Linked DNA regions of Mus musculus: regions 1, 2, 3 and 4 are each linked to region 5. Evidence: chromatin contacts called from public HiChIP or PLAC-seq and promoter capture Hi-C data. All regions are on one chromosome and are shown on one strand. Each heading gives the region's core, a stretch centred on a gene start, on an enhancer-like site or on the middle of the called end of the contact. The rest is flanking DNA. Distances are from core to core; before and after follow the strand shown. Region 1 holds the start of Plk3 (polo like kinase 3). Region 2 holds the start of Tspan1 (tetraspanin 1). Region 3 has its middle 12 kb from the start of Pik3r3. Region 4 holds the start of Lurap1 (leucine rich adaptor protein 1). Region 5 holds the start of Akr1a1 (aldo-keto reductase family 1, member A1 (aldehyde reductase)).

Region 1 (2,700 bases), core at 21-2,520, 480 kb before region 5:
CTATTTCAAGGAAAAAAAAAAAAAAAAAAAAAGATTTCACATCGAAGCCGGGCAGTGGTGGAGGGGCAGAGACAGGTAGGAAGTCAAGGCCAGTCTGGTTTACAGGTCGAATTCCTGGCTTCCTGGAAACTCTGTCACAAAACAAAACAAAAACCAAAACAACCCTCCACAACACCCCCCCCCCAAAAAAAAAACCCACACAGAAAAAGATTCCACATAGATCATAGATTCCTGCCACCTACTTGAGTTTATCTGTAATGGACTTCAAAGCTAACTGCCCAGTTGCAGGTCTCTAGCACCTAAGAGTGTCCAGTTCTCATTCCTCACTGTCTGGCCTTTTGCCTGCTGACTCGGTGCAATAGGTATTTTTGAGAATATGATGGGGAACTCAGGGTCTGGGGCAGAGGTACAGGTCTGGAGTCCCATCATGTCAAAGGTGAAGACAGAAGGACCTCGAGTTCAAAGCCAGCCTGGATCACATGACAGCTACTCTGCCTCAGCTCTCCTTTCCCTCAGAAGAATAATAAGGTAGAATTGGGTAGCAGAAGATGTAGCCTGGAACATGGTGAAAAACAGTGAATACTGGGAGGCAGGGGCAGGTGGATCTTTGATTTCAAAGCCAGCCTGGTCTACATAGTGGGTTCTGGGACAGCCAGGGCCACACAGAGACACCCTGTCTTGGAAAAACAAAACGCAAACATAAAACCTTGAATACCAGGCTCTGTTCCACAAACCCATTGCACAGTCCCAGACCAGGTAAATCGGGCTCTGCAGCGTGCTATTCCACAGTCCCCGAAGAGGGCAGCATGCTCTGTACCAGAGCAAGAGATGCTTGCAGGAAACCACCTGTGTTGGTGATGTGCACTGAGCAGTTTGCAACACCCCTGTCTTTCCTCCCCAGTTTGAATGCTAACCCTTACTGTTGCTCGAAAGAGGCCTCCGGATAACTGGCCTCCACTCCGACTTCAGCACACATTCTAAGGATGAAGGGGAAAAAAAGAGTCACTTGCACTGGGTAGCCTAGAGAAACGGAGCAGGGTTACACCTGCCAGGCGACTAGCTCAACCGGGGCTCCTTTAAGGCCAGAGCAGGAGGAGTGGCCTTTAAGAACGCCCAGGCAAGGGAAGATCTTTCAGGTGACGTAAGGCGGAGCAATGGGCGTGGCCTCTCCAAGCCTGGCAGCCAGGAAAGGGGCGGAGCTCGAGATGACGAAACACCGGGGAGGGGGCAGGGGTTCATTGATAAAAACGTCGGACTCCCCCTTGCCCTGGCGCGATCGCAGCGTAGAGAAACCAGGCAGCGCCACGCGCGGCCGGGGCCGGGCGGAACCGAGAACCAGCTCGGCAGGCGCTGCGCCGCGCCGTCCGCATGGAGCCCGCCGCCGGCTTCTTGTCTCCGCGCCCCTTCCCGCGCGCGGCTGCCCCGTCCGCGCCCCCCGCCGGCCCGGGGCCGCCTGCCAATGCCTCCCCGCGATCGGAACCTGAGGTGCTGGCCGGGCCACGGGCGCCGGATCCTCCTGGTCGCCTCATCACCGACCCTCTCAGCGGCCGTACCTACACCAAGGGTCGCTTGTTGGGCAAGGTGGGTCGGGGCTCCGGGGTAGCGTTGACGGAGGTGGAGGGGAGCTCTGCGGACCCGACCGGGCCACTCCGGAGGTGGAGAGGAGCTCTACGGGCCGGATCCGGCCACTCCGGAGCGCCCAGATCGATGATGCAGCTTCTTCTTTCTAGGGGGGCTTCGCACGCTGCTATGAAGCCACTGACACCGAGTCTGGTATAGCCTACGCGGTCAAAGTCATCCCACAGAGTCGCGTCGCCAAGCCGCATCAGCGCGAGAAGGTGGGTCCAGGCCCTGCGGTCCAAGGGATGGGGAGGGGATGGTGGCGTGGGAACCCTGGAAAGATGAGGATTTCACTCCCCTGTCGCAGATCCTAAATGAGATAGAGTTGCACCGAGACCTACAGCACCGCCATATCGTTCGCTTTTCACATCATTTCGAGGATGCTGACAACATATACATTTTCCTGGAGCTCTGTAGCCGAAAGGTCCGGAATGGGGGCGGGGTGGGTTCATTGGGAACAGGGGTAGGGGAGGAAGCGGGTTCTTAAGATCCAAAGCTGTTCTTGTCATCTTTAGCAAACACAGATGGAGGGAGGGTCTGGGAAGGCAAGCGGGGTCTGAAACAGTGACTTTCTGCAGTCCCTGGCCCACATCTGGAAGGCCCGACACACCCTGTTGGAACCAGAGGTTCGCTACTACCTGCGCCAGATCCTTTCTGGCCTCAAGTACTTGCACCAGAGGGGTATCTTACACAGAGATCTCAAGCTGGGTGAGATTCCTGCGTCTGGTCTGAAGGGTGGAGACCTGCGGAGGGATGAAAGGCGTTAAGAATCTGACGCGTCTCTCTGCTACTGTCTAGGAAATTTTTTCATCACGGATAACATGGAACTGAAGGTGGGGGATTTTGGGCTGGCAGCTCGATTAGAGCCCCCAGAGCAGAGGAAAAAGTGAGTGAGGGGATGGTGGCCACAGCCTGTTTGTGACACAGATGATGTACAAGGTGACCAGATATGTACTTGGGATAACCAGGGAAGGGGTAATGATGGGTTTTCTGTATGTGTGACAGTAGAGGTGGCAACCTAGGTCACTGGGTTAGGTGAAGAAGGACAGCAATCTTATGAGTGTATGGCACAGATGGGTG
Region 2 (2,700 bases), core at 11-2,510, 480 kb after region 5:
AGGAAAAACAACCATTTCCTGTTCTGTGGTGAGAACAGAGGACCATGATCATATCCTTGAAAGTGTGTGTGTGTGTGTGTGTGTGTGCACCCATGTGCAAGTGTATGTGTGTGCATATGTATGAGCGTGCATATGTATGAGCATGTGTGTGTGTTCTCATAAGTGTATGCACATGAATGTACATTTGTTTGTGTGTGCATATGTGTGTGTGTGCGTGCACGCACGTGCTCACGAGTGTGTGCATATACTTATGTGTGTGTGAACACGCAAGAGACAGTGTGAGACATGTTCATTTACATTCAAGAGTACCACTCTGCTGGGCAGTGGTGGTGCATCCCTTTAATCCCAGCACTTGGGAGGCAGAGGCAGGCAGATTTTTGAGTTTGAGGTCAGCCTGGTCTACAGAGTGAGTTCCAGGACAACCAGGTCTACACAGAGAAACCCTGCCCTGTCTTGAAAAACCAAAAGAAAAAAGGAAAAAAAAAAAGAGTATCACTCTATGTTATATACGTGACTGAGTTTTTTTTTTTAAAGATTTATTTATTATTATATGTAAGTACACTGTAGCTGTCTTCAGACACACCAGAAGAGGGAGTCAGATCTTGTTACGGATGGTTGTGAGCCACCATGTGGTTGCTGGGATTTGAACTCTGGACTTTCGGAAGAGCAGTCGGGTGCTCTTACCCACTGAGCCATCTCACCAGCCCTTTTTTTTTTTAAGATTTATTTATTATTTATTATATGTAAGTACACTGTAGCTGTCTTCTGACACTCTAGAAGAGGGAGTCAGATCTCATTATGGATGGTTGTGAGCCACCATGTGGTTGCCGGAATTTGAACTCAGGACCTTCGGAAGAGCAGTCGGGTGCTCTTACCTGTTGAGCCATCTCACCAGCCCCCCGTGACTGAGTTTTGTGTGTAAACATATGGGTGGCAGCTCGAGCAGATGTGGGTGCCAGTAAACACACAGTTTCAAGGTAAGAATCATATCACACTATTGTGAGCGAGGCACCCAAAAGTTCTAGAAAGCTACTTGTCCAGCTCCTGACACTGCTGCCCCATACACCCCTTTTCAGGAGAGGCAGAGTCTATGGTGACATTTCCAGGTAGAGATTTAATTATTGCTTTCAGTGTTGGGAACTTATCTCCAGGCAGTAGGGGGCAGCAGGGGCAAAGAAGGCTAATCAGCCTTGGGTGGGGCCAGCGGGCGGGCCTGCGGCCAGGAGGTTTTAAAACACCTGCCCCACCTGTAGGTGAGTAGTGTTTTGCGAGGACTAGCCGCTCCTTCAGCGTTCTGCCAGCACACTGAGTGGCAGTTTCCTGGAGCTGTTCTGTTCCTTCTGGAGTGCAACAGATCCCGTTCAGAACCTATTGCCAAGAGCCCTGAAGCAGGTGATGGCATAGACCAGGGATTAATCTATGAATAGGTACCAGTCTAAAAACAGGTTTGGGGTGCTAGAAAAAGCCATTGGTGGGTACTGAAGAATCTGAGATTGGTTTAGAAAGAGGATTAGGAAAGACAGGTGTCAGGCAAGGGTGTTGAGTGGTCTGGAGTGTGAGATCAGGCTTGTAATACCTGCATGGGGATCTGGGGATATTAAGATCTGAGAACTAGTACAGGTGGGCATACGTGTCAACAAAAGGACTGGAAAAAGTTCTGAGATATTAGAGTCCAGATGCAGGGGAAATTTGGTGAGAAATAACAAGATGTTGGACTCAAAAAAACACAGCCAGCCCAGGGCAAGTGGGAGGTAAGGCCCTAATTTGTGCATGTCTGTTTCCCAGGACACACCATGCAGTGCTTCAAATTCATTAAGGTCATGATGTTCCTCTTCAATCTACTCATCTTTGTAAGTATGGTGGTTGTGGGTTTCCTGGGGTTCCTTACAAAAGCAGGTCACAGTCTGAACAGAGGCCAGGCTGGAGAATGGGAAACTAGGTACCCAGACTCTGCCCTGTAAATTTTCCTATATGAGAAGGAAGCAGAGGGTCTTCCCAAATGCTGATTCCTGATTCCACTAACAACCTGACTGCCACACAGAGGTTTGGGTGAAGATGCGGAAGGCTAGGGATGGAGAAGCTTGAGTCTCTCACCTCCCTTCTAGGAAGGATCATTCTGGGGCAGGGCTGGCTAGCAGGAATGATTGTCCCCCCTCCCCCATTTTAAAATAGGCATTCACGGTTCAGAGAGGAAAGGGGCTCTGCTTAAGTTTATAGTGTAAAAGGCAATTCAGTGACCACCGTGCGTTGAAAAAGCTGAGAGTCTTATCCATGCCTCTTAGTTGACTCAATAAGTACTCATTGACTGGGCTGGCATTTAAGGGTCTGAGATTGTTGTTCAGTGGTAGAGCATTTGCTTAGCATGCACGAGTCCACAAACAAAAAGGAAAATATTCATTGACTAAGACTCAGTGCTATGTGCTAGGGTAGAGCCAGGCCATTCACTGCCCTTGAGAATCTCAGGTTCAGTAAATCAGATAGGCTGATCATTGTCAAAGAGGCTGATAATTGCTATATATACTGACAATTGCAAAGTGGTACTTTTAGATTTACCGGCAAGGCTAAGTAAGGGAGGCCCTGAAGGGGTTTGAATACAGCCTAGTTGGAAAGTGCTTCCTGGAGGAAGTAGTTGAGGTTGGACATTTGCATTGGGTGGGGGAGCCCTAAAGGGCGTAGGAAGGCCCAGAGGTAATGAAATTT
Region 3 (2,700 bases), core at 135-2,634, 440 kb after region 5:
CCCTGGCTTCTGACTGCTGAGTCTTAACCTCATGATTCTGTTCTTGTGGAATTCACTGCAGGCTTTATTCCCCAACCACAACTGAAACACATCCCTTGGATTAAGTCTTCTTTTCCAAGACAATAGAGGAATTGAGCCCAGAATCCTAGCTTGATATGGGGCTTTGTGGTTGCTGTTTCTGCAGTGTTTGCCTAGGACCCTGCAAATAAGAACCAGGCAGTACCCATCTCACCCGTGAATTGCTTCAGTTCTGAAACGCTTAACTCAATAACAGACCACTAAGACTTCTCTGTTTTGTTTGTTTTTTTTTTTTTCTTCTCTTTTTCTGACCAAGTCATATATTGAGGAAAATGATTATACCCTAGTACCACTTCAGCCAGTTCTATCTAACAATCTGTGTATACGCCTTAAGCCCAGAAGCTCTAAATATGGCCTTAGTTGAAAAAGAAGTCTTCAAAGGTGTAAGTAAAAATCTTGCAAGGAGATTGTCATAGGTTCAAGGTGAATTATCGATCCAGTGACAAATGTCCTTGTGACAAATGGGAAGAAGTAGATCTGAGACACAGCCATACACAGAAAGCTGTTTGAAGACAGTGGCAGGGGTCAGAGCAATACCTTTACAAGCCAGAAAGCACCAAGAATTACATGGCAACCCCCAGAATCTAGGAGAAGACATGCATTCTCTCTCAGAGTCTCCAGAAAGTCCTAACTAGTCCTGCCTACATCTTGGCTTTGAACCTTTGGACTTTAGCCCTCCAGTATTATGAAAGAATAAGTTTCTATTGTTTTAAGCCAGCCAGTTGTGGTAAGACACTATCGCAATCCTAGAGAAGTAATACCACAAATACCAGGCCGTCTTCTTCTTCTATATATTTTTTTAATGTTTAGAGACAAACTCTTATGCTGGAGCCCAAGCTGTCTGGCCCTCGGACTCGACTCACTGTAGTCTTCATATGTCAGCCTTCCAAGTGTTGGGACTAGAAGGGTAAACCATCATACTCCGTTCCATAATTTTTAAAATATTTTCCCATTTAGTTCATTTGTTTATTTTTAAATGGTGTCATGCTCTGGGACTGCTAGTGCACACCTTTAATCCCATTACTAAAGCGGATGGATCTCTGTGAGATCTAGTCAAGTTCTACACAGTGAGACCCTTGGGGGTAAGAGGGGTACACTTTTATAATTTTTTATAAGAAAATAAGTGAGGATGTTTTCATATATTTTCTTCTATGTATCTGAATGATTCGTTCATTTCAAGGACCCTCCAGTCTAGATCAGGTAGCCCAAAGAGTATCGCTTATGGATTATGGCCTGACACTGAATGAAGATCATGTCCTAGGCTGGTGAGTCTATTATCCCATTGTAGTGATGCCTTCAACATGAAATCTCCTTCCTTAACTTGCACAGGACTTTGCTCCTTGTCATAGGTGACCCCACCCAGGCCAAGTTAATTAGTTTTCCTTTCATAAATATTTTGAAATAGTACTCCCCCACCCAAATTAGACTTTTAAAGGATTGGACTTGACAAAGTATCAACCTCTGGAGCTGGCTATGGGTACTGTTCACCCTAACACTGAATTTCAAAGGAAACTACTCTTAAGGAAACCAAAGAAGGCAGGGCCTGGTGGAACTACCTACATTTCCAGACATAGAGATCACAAGGTCAAGGACTTTCTGAGCTACAGAGTGAATTCGGGGCTAGCCTTGTCCAGTGAAAGCCTGTCTCAAAACAAAAAAGTAAAAAGAAGGCTAGGAGGCAAGATCTTTAGGAGTTCAGGATCAACCTGGACTACATAGAGAGTTCCAGACCAGCCAGGATACATAGCATGACCCTGCCTCAAAAAGAGGGGGGCAGGGAGGGAGGAGGTCTGAGGATATGTAGAAGAATTTCACAACCAAAGACCTTCTAGGTCTGTGTGATCTGGCTGGAATGCAGACACACCTTTAGTACACACCTTTAATCCCAAACAATGAAGGTAAAGTTTAGTTTGTAGAAGGAAGCACCCATGTTTGAAAGTGATGTCTAATTGAGTGGTAGACAAAATGTTGAAGCAGAGAAAGATTTGATAGAATTAATATATACTCAACTCCCAGGAAAACAAGAGAAAAAAAGAAGCTACATAGCAGTGCAGAGAGAGGGAGGAGAAAGGGCAATCTTACTAGGACAGTTGTACAGAGACAGGTTACAGAGAGAGAACAACTAGACACAGGTGAAGACAGAAGGAGCCAGAGAATGAAGAGTCAGAAGTTTAGCAGATGGCTAGAGGCAGAGCTAAGAGAAGCCAGAGTGAATCAATCTTAGAGGTGAGTTTGAGCTAGAACAGCTGAGTTAAATCAGCTAGCCAGTGATCAGAAAGAGTAAGAAAGGGTGGGCTAATTCAACAGCAAGTCTCAGAGGCTGAAAACATGCTAGGCCAAGATTAGGTTCTATGGCGGCTTCTGAAACTAGGCCTAGGCTAGCAGTAAGCCTCTGAGATGACAATTACATCAGGCAAGTAAGTAAAAGATACTTTTACAAGGATAGAGTTGTATGACAGAGTGCTTATCTAACATGCATAAGACCCTAGGTTCAACCCCAGTGTTGAAGATGGAAGGAAGGAAGGAAGGAAGGAAGGAAGGAAGGAAGGAAGGAAATCATATGAATAGAATAGAGTTAAAAGACTGAATGAATACATGGAGTAACCAGTTTCTTGAGTTTCT
Region 4 (2,700 bases), core at 166-2,665, 510 kb after region 5:
AAGTGCTGGGATTAAAGGCGTGCCACCATGCCCGGCTCTTTCTTGGCCCTTCTTTACCTGTAGAATTAAGTCCAAACAGCTTAGAAACATAACCGTGTCACTTAGTGTGGTTCTCAGAACTGTAGCATGGCTATCCCCCTATAGCTTCTTAGAAATGCAGACTCAGGCTGATGAGATAGCTCAGCGGTTAAGAGCACCATCAGCTCTTCCAAAGGTCCCGAGTTCAAATCCCAGCAACCACATGGTGGCTCACAACCATCCGTAACAAAAATCTGATGCCCTCCCTCTTCTGGAGTGTCTGAAGACAGCTACAGCATACACACATATAATAAATAAATAAATCTTTAAAAAAAATGCAGACTCTCAGGTCTGGGGCTGGGGCTGGGGCTGGGGCTGGGGCTAGAGATGGCTCAGCAGGTAAGAGCACATACGACTCTTAGAGAGGACCCGAGTTCAGTCCTAGCACCCATGTTACATAGTTCACAACTCTAAGTCCAGCTTCTAGGGATCTGTTGCCCTTCTGTGGCCTCTAGACACCTGTACTCATGTGTACATATCCCTACATGAACATACTTTTAAAATACTTGTAATTAAGATAGAAAATTATCTTTAAAATTAATCTTTAAAAAAGATTTTAATTCCTGGTAAGGCAGTGGCAGGTGGATTTCTGTGAGTTCAAAGCCGGTCCACTCTACATAGCAAGTTCTAGGCTATGGACCACACAGTGAGACCCTCTCTGTAAAAAAAGAAAAGCCAGACTGTGGTGGCACCTGCCTTTAACCCCAGTAGAGGCAGGAGGATCTCTTAGTTCCAGGACAGCCTGGTCTACAGTGGGTTCTAGGGCTACACAGAAAAACCCTATCTTGGTAAAACAAAACAAAAGCCAATGCAGGACCTCAGGCTCTAACTTGCCAGGGTTTTCAGAGTACCCATATTTACAGTCAGTCTTAGGAAGCACCTCTTTTGTTAGCCCATGTAAGATGAACATCAAGATTTGTGGATTCCTTCAATTTTAATAATGGTTGTTTCTCACTGGCCAGGGGGATTGCCCTTCTATTACTCTTTCAGCTGATTTCTAGATGCTGGGAGGTGTCTGTGAACTGAGTGGCTGTATTCTAGCCCCTGTAACAGGCACAGCTCCTGAGCAGAAAGCCTTCCAAAACCTCTGCAGCCGTGTTACCTCGATTGGGGCTACTTTTCATCCAGAAAATATTTATTAGCTTCCTGCTGCGTGTCTAGTTGGTGCCAACACAGGGAGAAGGCACTGAGCTTTCTTTGAGGTCTTCAGTTCCAAATCCAGGATCACCTAGTCGAACGCCTCCAGGGCTAGAAGTTGTGTGCATACCACTCGGTACCTCGCTCCCCCAACTGCGCGGCTTTTCTGAGCGTTACGGCGCCCTCCTCCTGTTCCCCCACCCCACCCCCCGCGCGGGGCGGGCGGGGATCCACGGGTTTCGCTCCGCGTTCGTAGCAGAGAAGGGAGGACCCTTGGGAACCGGACCCTGGTCGCCCAGTCCTGTTCTGGCTTGGGCCCACATGGAGGGGACCGCGGAGTCCCAGACGCCGGACTTGCGAGACGTGGAGGGCAAGGTGGGCAGGAAGATCCCTGAAGGACTGCTCCGCGGGCTTCGAGGCGAGTGCGAGCTGGGAACCTCTGGGGACGTGCTGCTCCCGGGGGCGCCCAGCACCGGCCACGGCCTAGGGGACAAGATCATGGCGCTGAGGATGGAGCTGGTGAGTGTGGGTGCTACAGGCCACGGGGAACGGGATATTTGTAGGGGCAGGGGCAGGTTCCCGGAGTTGGGCTGGAGAAGAGGGTCCTTCCAAGATCAATCCATACATCCTGGGTTGAAAGCAGAGTGAAGTGACGTCTCATTATTTGTCTCCCAAGGGTGAATGAAGGGTTGATAGGTCCTGAGAACTGAGAGTAGGAGGCACATCTCTTGGAAGTTTTCCCTGCCCAATAATCGGAAGGAGAGAGGCGAGGGCTAAGTAGCACACAAAAAAAACTTAGTACAGCGCAAATTCTTCCCATCGGCATCCGGGGCCACCAATTTCTTCAGACTCCACTATAAGGCAACCGTTTTCTGCCCCCTTCTCTGGCAAACAGGGGAAGAGGTTTTGTTCTTAAGGCCCTAGGGTGTTCGTGTCAGGATTCAGAAAAAAAAAAAAAAAGAGCTTTGGTGAGGTAATACCTGCTGGAAACTGCCTGCACTGGTGGGGCACACTAAAAACCTGTCCTTTTCCTAAGCATCCCACCATCACGGTATTAGACGTTCGAAGACCTTAATAGAGGCACAGTAGCACCACAGTACGAGTTGGTCCTTCACCTGGGGCTCAGTCTCAGACAGAGTCTCAGGGTCTCTGTACCTTCTTGCAGAAAGGGGGAGGAAACAGCCACACCTCCCCACCCCCTTCTCTGGTAGCTGTTGGTCTGGTTTCTGAGCCAAATGGGCAGCCGGGTCCCAGCGGTCTCTCCTGGGGCCCTGGTTCCGGTGAAAGAGATGAATTACACCTGCCACCACTTTGCAGCCAGTTCTGGAGAACTGAGGAACTGCCAGCTACTCACTGGCTCTGAACCAGAAGCCCACACTGGCTTAACAAGTCTTCCTGGGGCCCCACTGTGTGCACAACCTGTGGCAAGCAGATCTGGAAGGGTGGAAGGAAGGACATGGGACCTTGAAGGCAGGTCCAGGGCTT
Region 5 (2,700 bases), core at 48-2,547:
TTTTTGAGACAGGGTTGCACTCTGTAGAACAGGCTGGCCTTGAATTTGGAGATCTGCTTGCCTCTTCTCCTGATTGCTAGGATTAATGGCATGTATCACCACCACCTGGTAATAAAATAATTTTTTAAAAAGAAAAGAAAAAGAGCTGAGTGCACGTCTTTAATTTTAGCATTTGGGAGTCAGAGCCAGACAGATTACTATGATTTGGAGGCCAACCTGGTCTACAATAGTGAGTTCCAGGACAGTCAGAGTAGTGAGACTGATGAAGGCTGGTCCCCATGTTGAAGCCCGTTCCCTAGCTTAAAGTCACCTCGAGCTTGGCTGTAATTCTTTTGTTTCATTTCTGTTGGCCACTCCATATTGTTGACACAAAACATATTGCACTTTGATTGTAAACACACACACACACATACACACACACACACAATTTGACTCAGAGATCAAATTGACCATATATTCTGAGGATGACGATGATTATGATTGGAAATTTCCCAAATGCAGCCTTCACTCAGCCAAGCAAGATATAACAGGGCAGCTTGAACTGTTAAGTTCAAACTACTAAAAAAACTTGGAGAGGGGCCGACCGCTCTATAGCCCTCCTTCACCCACTTAGGAGCCCATTGTGTTTTTTCCCTTTATAAGCTATCCCTGGGAAACACACACACCCCACCTTTATGTGGGTGCTCATGGAAGTCAGAAGAGAGTATTAAATCCCCTGGAGCTGGGGTTACAGGTGGTTGAGAACCTCCTGACATGAATGCTGGTACTGAACTTGGGTTCTCTGAAAAAGCGGCACCCCTTCTCTCCATCTTCAAATGTTTTCCTTTTAGATAGGGGATCATAAATCTCAGGCTGGCCTCAAAGTCAATGTATAGGAGGCAAGAAAAACTGAATCTTCTGATTCTCCTTGCTTCCACCTCCCAAGTGCTGGGATAACGACTCAATTTTATGCCGTGCTGGGATTTTGAACCCAGAACTTTATGTTAAGCAAGCACTGTATTAATTTAGCTATACGGCCCCAGCTCATATTTATGAAGTCTTTTGCACAGGGCTAAAGTGCAAGGTACTGAGTGAAAGATCAGTAACTTTCTAAAATGGGGTTTGCAGAGGCAAGATTTTCTGTATTTTTTGGTCAAACTTTGTATCAGGCCCGCTCGGGGATTCCGACAAATTCACTTTAGAGAAAGAAAGACAGGCGGCCAGAAGGACCCCCTAGGTATCATAGAGGATCTCTTCAGAAAGTATAAGAATCTATGCCTAGAGAGGTGCCTGCGCGGTGCACTGTGGGCCGGTTGTGGGCGCGGCCAGCCACCCAAGACTGTCCACGTAGCTTGTGCGCATGCACAGTTTCGGGACCCCGGCCCTTCCAGACGTTCGTGGTGGAGTGAGAGGTTCCCAGGGGAGGAATGTGCAAAGTCCCAGCTTTGGCTTCTACTCCCTCTTCTACTTCGCAGGACAGTGGGGGTCTCCTCCGTCCTGCGCGTAGTTCTGGGAGCCGGGCCCTCGCTCCTCCCTGGGGTGGGGCTGCCGCTTCTCCGCCGGACTTAAGTCGGGCCCTGTTGCCTCAGTACTGGAGTGCAGAGCTGAATTCGGGCCACTTTGTCTTTTCCACAGCCTGTGCTCACTGCCAAGGTGAGTTCTTCCTGCTGCTGACTCGTCTTTTTCTCCTGAGTTAAAGGCGAGGGTCCTTCAGTACCACAGGTCAGGGCCAGGATTGAGCGAATGGCGCCAGCACGTCGAGGGATGCGATTTAGTTTCGCGTTTGAGCACTTCCTCCTATTCTGTTCTCAGATAACGTGTTTCTGGACCTCGGTTTCCTCAGAGTTGGAATGAGCAAGGAAATCATTAGTGCTGTAGGGAGGACTGGGATAAACCTTTGAATGTGTCTGGTGCATATCTCGTGCTTTTGCCATCTCTTTGTTTGGTCATCTGCTCGAAATTTCTAGGCGCTCTGCCTTTCCTAATGGCGGTACAGGGATATTCCTAGGAAGTGGCGGAAGTGGGGAGAGATTAGCTTGCTCAAGCCTCTGCCTTAGGTTTGAGAAAATTTGAACATCTCCTGTCGCTACGGAGCCTTTTAAAGTGAAAATACTTGAATCTTCACATTACCGAGCCTACCATTAATGGACTCTACTGTTTAGACTTTTCGTAGGACCGCAGGACCTGCTCAGCTTCTGATCAGGCCTGTTAACTTTTCCCAGGTTGCACTTCAGCAGCGATACAGGTTTAATTCCAGTATGAATCTTTCCTGCCCGGCAGAATTGGTTATTATTTATAGGTAGTTTTGGAGACAGAGTCTCTTTGAAGAATTTTTGCTAAAAATTAATGTTTTGTCTGCTATGTAAGTATGTGTACCTTGTGGGTGCCTGGTGCCCATGGAGGTCATAAGAAAGGGACATATTCCCTGGAACTAGAGTCAAACTCCGCCCCGGACAAGCCCTTTACCAACTGAACTACACCTCCAACCCAGATTTTTTTTTTTTTAGTACTTGCTCAAAGTTAGTAAAATACTAACAGGTGTAGGTCAGAGGTAGAATTGGCGTGTGTAAGGCCTTGGGATTGTCCCCCAGCCCCTTGACACACATAGATACATGACTTTTCTTTGGTTTTCCAAGATGGATTGAAGATACCGAAGTCAGTGACTTCCTCAGGTGCTTCTCCAGCAAGCTAAGCTGTCCAGCTAGCATGGCATGGTATCTC

Evidence for each region. Promoter capture Hi-C pulls out the DNA fragments that hold promoters and counts their contacts. HiChIP or PLAC-seq counts read pairs in DNA pulled down with a chosen protein or histone mark.
Region 1: a contact with region 5 is called in a promoter capture Hi-C map of neural stem cells. The contact joins the promoter of Plk3 here to the promoter of Akr1a1 in region 5. A contact is called at or near these places in 3 of 39 promoter capture datasets (hippocampal neurons, liver and neural stem cells), 4 of 484 Hi-C or Micro-C datasets (CD4 T cells, forebrain, myocytes and 1 more), 6 of 115 datasets of contacts at active chromatin or transcription factors (the 230-238 cell line, astrocytes, embryonic midbrain and 2 more) and 2 of 9 other capture datasets (liver and pancreatic islet).
Region 2: a contact with region 5 is called in an H3K4me3 HiChIP or PLAC-seq map of the SCID.adh cell line, with 13 read pairs. The contact joins the promoter of Tspan1 here to the promoter of Akr1a1 in region 5. A contact is called at or near these places in 17 of 39 promoter capture datasets (the C10 cell line, the HPC-7 cell line, HPC-7-derived erythroid cells and 12 more), 3 of 15 datasets of contacts at CTCF or cohesin (embryonic stem cells, large pre-B cells and pro-B cells), 7 of 484 Hi-C or Micro-C datasets (the Ba/F3 cell line, the G1E-ER4 cell line, the HL-1 cell line and 3 more), 21 of 115 datasets of contacts at active chromatin or transcription factors (the 230-238 cell line, the NIH/3T3 cell line, the SCID.adh cell line and 18 more) and 5 of 9 other capture datasets (adipose tissue, embryonic stem cells, liver and 2 more).
Region 3: an H3K27ac HiChIP or PLAC-seq map of embryonic stem cells shows a contact between it and region 5, with 6 read pairs. The contact joins the enhancer-like site here to the promoter of Akr1a1 in region 5. A contact is called at or near these places in 2 of 39 promoter capture datasets (the HPC-7 cell line and hippocampal neurons), 4 of 115 datasets of contacts at active chromatin or transcription factors (the 230-238 cell line, the NIH/3T3 cell line, embryonic hindbrain and 1 more) and 1 of 9 other capture datasets (adipose tissue).
Region 4: an H3K27ac HiChIP or PLAC-seq map of embryonic stem cells shows a contact between it and region 5, with 5 times the contacts expected there. The contact joins the promoter of Lurap1 here to the promoter of Akr1a1 in region 5. A contact is called at or near these places in 12 of 39 promoter capture datasets (3T3-L1-derived adipocytes, the C10 cell line, the HPC-7 cell line and 8 more), 2 of 15 datasets of contacts at CTCF or cohesin (large pre-B cells and pro-B cells), 2 of 484 Hi-C or Micro-C datasets (embryonic stem cells and nephron progenitors), 21 of 115 datasets of contacts at active chromatin or transcription factors (the 230-238 cell line, the NIH/3T3 cell line, the SCID.adh cell line and 17 more) and 4 of 9 other capture datasets (adipose tissue, embryonic stem cells, liver and 1 more).

Annotation. Positions count from the first base shown.
Region 1 is chr4:117,132,533-117,135,232 of GRCm38.p6, reverse strand. Plk3 (polo like kinase 3) reads left to right here and starts at 1,270. Exons shown (of 15, transcript NM_013807.3): 1 at 1,270-1,581; 2 at 1,731-1,838; 3 at 1,928-2,044; 4 at 2,199-2,328; 5 at 2,419-2,506. The coding sequence starts at 1,369.
Region 2 is chr4:116,166,158-116,168,857 of GRCm38.p6, reverse strand. It overlaps Tspan1 (tetraspanin 1), which reads left to right and starts at 1,260. Exons shown (of 8, transcript NM_133681.4): 1 at 1,260-1,392; 2 at 1,786-1,850. The coding sequence starts at 1,794.
Region 3 is chr4:116,208,150-116,210,849 of GRCm38.p6, reverse strand. No RefSeq gene overlaps it. Among named protein-coding and RNA genes, the nearest start is that of Pik3r3, 12 kb to the left of the region's middle. Within about 2 kb of position 1,384, at least 24 of the 459 cell types and tissues checked have an H3K27ac peak or open chromatin away from gene starts, as enhancers often do. A contact at or near this core is called in the NIH/3T3 cell line and embryonic stem cells, where this site is marked.
Region 4 is chr4:116,143,331-116,146,030 of GRCm38.p6, reverse strand. It overlaps Lurap1 (leucine rich adaptor protein 1), which reads left to right and starts at 1,415. Exons shown (of 2, transcript NM_026547.1): 1 at 1,415-1,734. The coding sequence starts at 1,537.
Region 5 is chr4:116,650,271-116,652,970 of GRCm38.p6, reverse strand. It overlaps Akr1a1 (aldo-keto reductase family 1, member A1 (aldehyde reductase)), which reads left to right and starts at 1,297. Exons shown (of 9, transcript NM_021473.3): 1 at 1,297-1,632.